Linked DNA regions of Sus scrofa: region 1 is linked to region 2. Evidence: chromatin contacts called from public Hi-C data. All regions are on one chromosome and are shown on one strand. Each heading gives the region's core, a stretch centred on a gene start, on an enhancer-like site or on the middle of the called end of the contact. The rest is flanking DNA. Distances are from core to core; before and after follow the strand shown. Region 1 holds the start of ENHO (energy homeostasis associated). Region 2 holds the start of CNTFR (ciliary neurotrophic factor receptor subunit alpha).

The links. A called contact is a pair of places that touch in the nucleus more often than the background predicts.
Region 1: a contact with region 2 is called in a Hi-C map of liver, with 7 times the contacts expected there. The contact joins the promoter of ENHO here to the promoter of CNTFR in region 2. A contact is called at or near these places in 5 of 47 Hi-C or Micro-C datasets (fetal skeletal muscle, heart right ventricle, liver and 1 more) and 1 of 2 datasets of contacts at active chromatin or transcription factors (skeletal muscle).

Annotation. Positions count from the first base shown.
Region 1 is chr10:32,271,870-32,274,606 of Sscrofa11.1, forward strand. It overlaps ENHO (energy homeostasis associated), which reads left to right and starts at 1,267. Exons shown (of 2, transcript NM_001164858.2): 1 at 1,267-1,472; 2 at 2,430-2,737. The coding sequence starts at 2,591.
Region 2 is chr10:32,210,391-32,213,090 of Sscrofa11.1, forward strand. It overlaps CNTFR (ciliary neurotrophic factor receptor subunit alpha), which reads left to right and starts at 1,419. Exons shown (of 11, transcript XM_021064676.1): 1 at 1,419-1,589.

The sequences.
Region 1 (2,737 bases), core at 17-2,516, 61 kb after region 2:
GCAGCAACACCAGATCCGAGGTGTGTCTGCGACCTACACCACAGCTCAGGGCAACGGCAGCACGGGATCCTTAACCCACTGAGCAAGGCCAGGGCCGAAACCTCATGGTTCCTAGTCCCTTCGTTTCTGCTGCACCACAAAGGGAACTCCGACACCACCCTAATTCTGGTAGGCATTTGGATCTGTATCTAGAATTCCAGAGATAAATTAATGCTAGATTTGAGAGAACCGAGAGACTTCATGTGCTTATCCATGGAGAACAGTCAAGGGGAATGAGAAAAGGGTCCATTCAGAACACTAGGAATCACTGGCATATGAGGTAGGATAGGAAGGTCTGCCTGATGGCTCCTGCCCAAGCTCCTCTTAGGAGAGCTTCTAGGATGGATGTAGTCATGACTGGTCCCATTCCAGCCAGGGCTGAGCCATCCCTCAGAATAGCCTCATTCCTCTCTGTCCTAGGCTCCCCTACAGCAGAACAAAGTACAAGTCTGTGACCAACACTGGGTTGGAACTCAACAGATGTGTCCGGACAACTTATGCTGGCACGGCTGCTCACACCTCCTGGGATCGGGGCATATTGGAGCCAACTACAGACTCTTTGAAGTGGGGAGTGGGAGTGCACGTCCGTGAGCAGAGGGGTCTTCCAAGACCAGGAGGTTCTGTCTCCTCCCAGATGTGGGGTCCCAGAGCCTTCCTCCAGATGACGGGAGCAGAGACCTCTCAAAGATATTGAAGAGCGGTCTTCTGAAGTAGAGGAACACAGAGGCTTTGGCCTTGTTGAAATATTGCGCAGATCTTGTGTGGAAGGTGCAAGAAACCCCGGCAAGTAGGTGGGCCTCGCCCCCACCCCTTTCCCTGGGGAGGAATACAGCCGAAGTAGCCCCTTCAGTCCTCTTCCCTTCTCCGCCCCCTCCTGCACGAGGGGTGGGCCAGTCTTCGCCCAGCGCACCACCAATGGCAAGGGATCCTGGCACGGCCAGCCAATTGAATGGCGGCAGCGGCGAGGGGATGGCTCCGCCTCCAACAGGCTGCCGGCCGCTGGCCTCCCAAGAGGCGGGACTCTTCGCTGTTTTTGCTGCCGGCCGAGCCTGGCCGAGCCCAGCCGAGAGACCAGCCGAGCCCAGCCGAACCTTGCCGAACTTAGCCGAGCCCAGCCGAATCCCGCGCCCAGACTGCTGCCGCCGCCGCCCGAGCGCCGCCGTGCGAGCGAGCGGCCACGGCCGCGGAGGAGGCGCCGCCCCAGGGGGAGGAGGTGCCCGCTCGCCGCAGACCGCCCGCGGCAGAGGCCGCCCCGGTCGCGCCGCGGCGGGAGCGGCCGGCGGAGGCTGTACGGCGAGGGGGAGGGCCGGGGGAGGGGACGTCACCCCCGCCCGCCTCCTGCTGCCCCCCGCCTGCAGGCTCCCAGCTTCAATCGGCGCCCAGCATCCCGCTGCCCCAGACCTTCCCGCGGGCGCGCACCGGGCTCAACTCAGGTAAGAGGGGCCCTCCATCACAGGCACGGGGACGTGAGATAAAGAAACACGGACTCCCCCACAGAGACACAGCCGGGGAGAAAGAGAGACAGACACAAAGACAGACATACAGGAGACGCACAGAACTACAGAGACAGACCCTACGGAGAGGAGAGAGACACGTCCACAGGGACAGATGGACACACAGCGGGGAGGAAAGAGGGGGAGAGATACAAGAGATCCATACACAGACAGGGAGAAAGAGATGGACAGAGACTTACAGAGATACACAAAGAGACTGGGAGAGAAACAAGACACTCAGACACTAAGAGATGGGGACACACAGAGAAACGTATAAAGAGAGCCACCTAGAGAGACAGGTATACAGAGGCAGAGGCGCACATCCAGACAAGGGAACCAAGGGACAGAATAAGAGCCAGACATACAGACACACGCACCTGACCTGGAGAGACAGCCTTAGGGAGCGGAGCACCTAGGTACCTAGTCTTGGATACACAGATCCATACATGCCTGCCAGGCCTCCACAAAGTTCCCTCTGTGTGAGCTGGCGCCCCTGGAGGTCTCCTGGGCTGCTTGGCTAGCGTCCAGAGAGGTGGGAGGCGCCCAGGCCACACCGAAGCTGGTCACAGTACCCACCCTTGGAGGCCTTGGGCTTCCTCAATCCCACACACTCACGCGGTGCTTTTGTGGGCTGGATGCTCAGGGGGCAGGGCCAGGCCATGCCCACAGGGTCAAAGGAGAATGAGATACAGGCTGCCTACTCCAGCTTCCCCACTGTGGCCACGCCCCCATCCAGGTGCCCAGAGCCAGGTGTTGGCTCTAGGGGACCTGCTGGGAGGCCAGAGATGTGGGAGGGGGCTCTCCTCTCTACCCCTCTTTTCCTAGGCCTCACCCTGTCCCTTCCTCCTCACCACCCTTGCCTTTGCTCTGTCCCCCCCACCCCCAATCCCCCCACAGGCTCAGGACTGCAGGTGGACGTCTCCACTGTCCAGGAATCATTGAGTGTGTGGACCAGACAGCCTCCCTGGAAGGCCGGCTACCCCGGAGTCCCGCCTCGGCATGGGCCTCGCCATCGGGGCAGCTCCTGGGTCTGTGCTTGTCTGAGGGTGCTGCCCGTCATGGGGGCAGCCATCTCCCAGGGGGCCCTCATCGCCATCATCTGCAACGGCCTCGTAGGCTTCTTGCTGCTGCTGCTCTGGGTCATTCTCTGCTGGGCCTGCCACTCCCGCTCTGCCAACATCGACTCCCTCTCGGAATCCAGTCCC
Region 2 (2,700 bases), core at 169-2,668:
AGTCCCTGAGGCATTTGTTGGGAAAGGGCCCGGGCGCTCTGGGCAGCTTACTGGGGAAGGGTGTGAGGAAGCAGCGAGATATTTCCTTCCCACCCCCTCCCCTCCCCCAGCCCTTGCGCAGCTCCCGGGAGGGGCCAGGCGCAGGGATTATGGGTCAAAGGTCAGGTGAAAAATCCGTGGGGTGGGGATAGGGGTGGGCCACTGGTTCTCCGCCTCTGGCATTCACCCTTTCAATATTGCGCTCTCCCTTGGCCTCAGAAGAAGTCGGGTTGTCTAACCTTAATCCCCCATGTTGTCGCCAGACCGGAGGCCTGGGGGCGAGTGAAGCGAGCACACCCGCCCCTCAGAGGCCCAGGCTGCAAAAAGGAAAGCTCTAGGGGCGAACCTCCAGCGCCAAACTCTGGCCCTCGCGCTCTGGCACTGCCCGTCTAGGCATAGAGGGCGCACCCTCCCTACGCCCCGCAATCCCGGTGGAGGTCTCTCCCGAGGCCGTGGGTCCGGGGCGGAGGGAGGAGGTGAAGAAGGACAGGGTAGCAGTGGTGTGTCACTGGAGACTTGGTGGGAGGTGAGGGTCTTGGTTCCCAGTCTGGTCCATCCAGGGTCTCAGGGGCAAATAGCCCCCTTCCCTCCGCTCAAGGGGTGTGAATGTCTGTGACTGGGAGGAGGGGTCACTGCTGGGGGCGGTAGGACCACGGGAGGGACGGAGACGGCTGGCCGTCCCTGCCCAAAGTGGGGCCTGGGGGCTCGGGCTCTCCTTCTTCTCACAGAGATGCCAGCGGGAGGACCCCGAGAGTTGGCCCTGGGTATGCCAGGGAGTCGGTGCGAGGCAGCCTGGGCCTGAACGTGTGGGAGTGTGCACAGCGGAGACCTGGCCGAGGCTGAGTGAGAGAGTGAGTGTGAATGAGCGACCCCGGGGAGGTTGAGTGCGCGCCCAGCGGCCCTGGGGGATCCCGCGGAGTGGGTGTGGGTGTGGGTGCGCGCGCGTTTTTGAGACCCGCGGTCAGGGCTGCGCGTGAAGCGCGGGGACCACGGCCGTCTGGAGGGCGTTCCCGAGGAAGGGCGATTGCGAGCGGGCCACGCGTGCCAGTGCGGGCGAGTGTGCCCGCGGGGGGAGGGTGCGTGCCAGCGCGAGGCCAGTGGGAGTGGGGGCTCACAGGCCTGCGCAGGGTGAGTGTGCCCGCGCGAGTGGGGCCGCGCGTGCCGGGCGCGGGAGCGTGCCACAGCGGAGGCGCGCGGGGGCCGTGGCCGGGAGGGGGTCGTGGCGCGCGGCCGCGGAGGCGGGGGAGACAAGGCGGGAGGGGGAAGGGAGCGAGGGCGCGCGCGGCCGAGCGGGCGCCCGCGGTCACATGGGCGAGGGAAGGAGGGAGGGAGCGCGCGAGGGAGGGAGGAGGATGGGGGGGTTAAAGCCTCCGAGCGCCGAGGAGCCGGTGCAGAGCGGGCGGCGGCGGCGGCAGCGGAGGCGGCGGCTCCAGCCGGCGCGGCGCGGGGCTCGGGGCTCGGCGGCGGGATCCGGCAGCAGTGGTAGCTTCGCGCTCCCTGCCGGGGCGGTCGAAGGGCGACGTGTGGAGCCCCGGCGGTCCGAGGGCGCGGTGAGTACCCTGCACGGACCGCGCGCGGCCGGACCTTCAAACCCTCGGGCTGACCGACAGACCCGCGGCCCTCGTGCGCGCGGGAAGAGGGAGGGGACATGAGTGGGCCCGAGACCGGGGTGGAGGGGGACAGGAAAGTTCACGGGAAACTTTACGCGTAAGCTCGGGGGCGGGGGCGCTGGAGAAGCGGCCCCCCATGTCCGGGCGCGCCGCGGGTTGGGCGTGGTGGTGGTGGTGGTGGTGGGGGCGGACAGTCGGCCGGCGGGAGGTGGCAGGGGCCGATTGCCCTCTCCTCCCAGTTCTCCCTCACCCCTCGGCAGCGCGCGCAGGGTCTGGGAAAATTCCGGAGCTGGGGGGTCGCAGTGACCCCCGCGCGCCCAGAGGCGGCTTCCTTCTCCAGCAGGAATCTGGACTTCAGATCGCCCAGGGGTGTGAACGGACGGTTGCGCGTCTGCCAGTGTCTGTGTGTCCGTGTGAATCCGCGCGTGTGTGTGTGTGCGCGCGCGTGTGTGCCGGCGTGAGGCTGTCTGTGGTTCCCTCGTGAGTCCGCCTGGATGTGTGTCCATTTAGTGGGTTTCCGCCGGTATCTCTTTGTAAGCCCTCCTGTGTTGTGTGTCCATGTGAGTCCGCTTGTGGTCTCTCCCCGTCTCTTTGTGAGTCTGCCGTTGTGTGTCTCCTCTAGTGCGGCTCGCCAAGAGCCGGCCTGGGTGTCCCTGTGTTGCTCAGAGTAGTGTATCTCCCTGTGCGTGGGGGCTGGGCCGCAGGGAGGTCACCAGACGGACAGCTCTCCTCCCCGGCTCCTCGCCTCTCCTCCCGCGTCTAGCTCTCGCTCTCGCCCGTTCCCTCGGCCCCCTCCCCCCTTCAGTAGCTTCAGGCGGGCAGGACTATTTCACGCCTTGTTGAAAATTCAGGATTTTCTTTCTCTTTCCGTCTAGTCTTTCTCTCTGAGAAGCGTCTGTGTGTGTCTGTGGCTGGCAGCTTGTCTGCAGCATTGGGTGTGTGTTTGCGTGCCGCTGTAGGAGTGCGTGTCTGCAACACTAGTTGTTCTGCTTGTAATACTTGGTATATTTGTGTGTCACTGAGGATGTGCGTGTGGCGGTAATCACTGAGG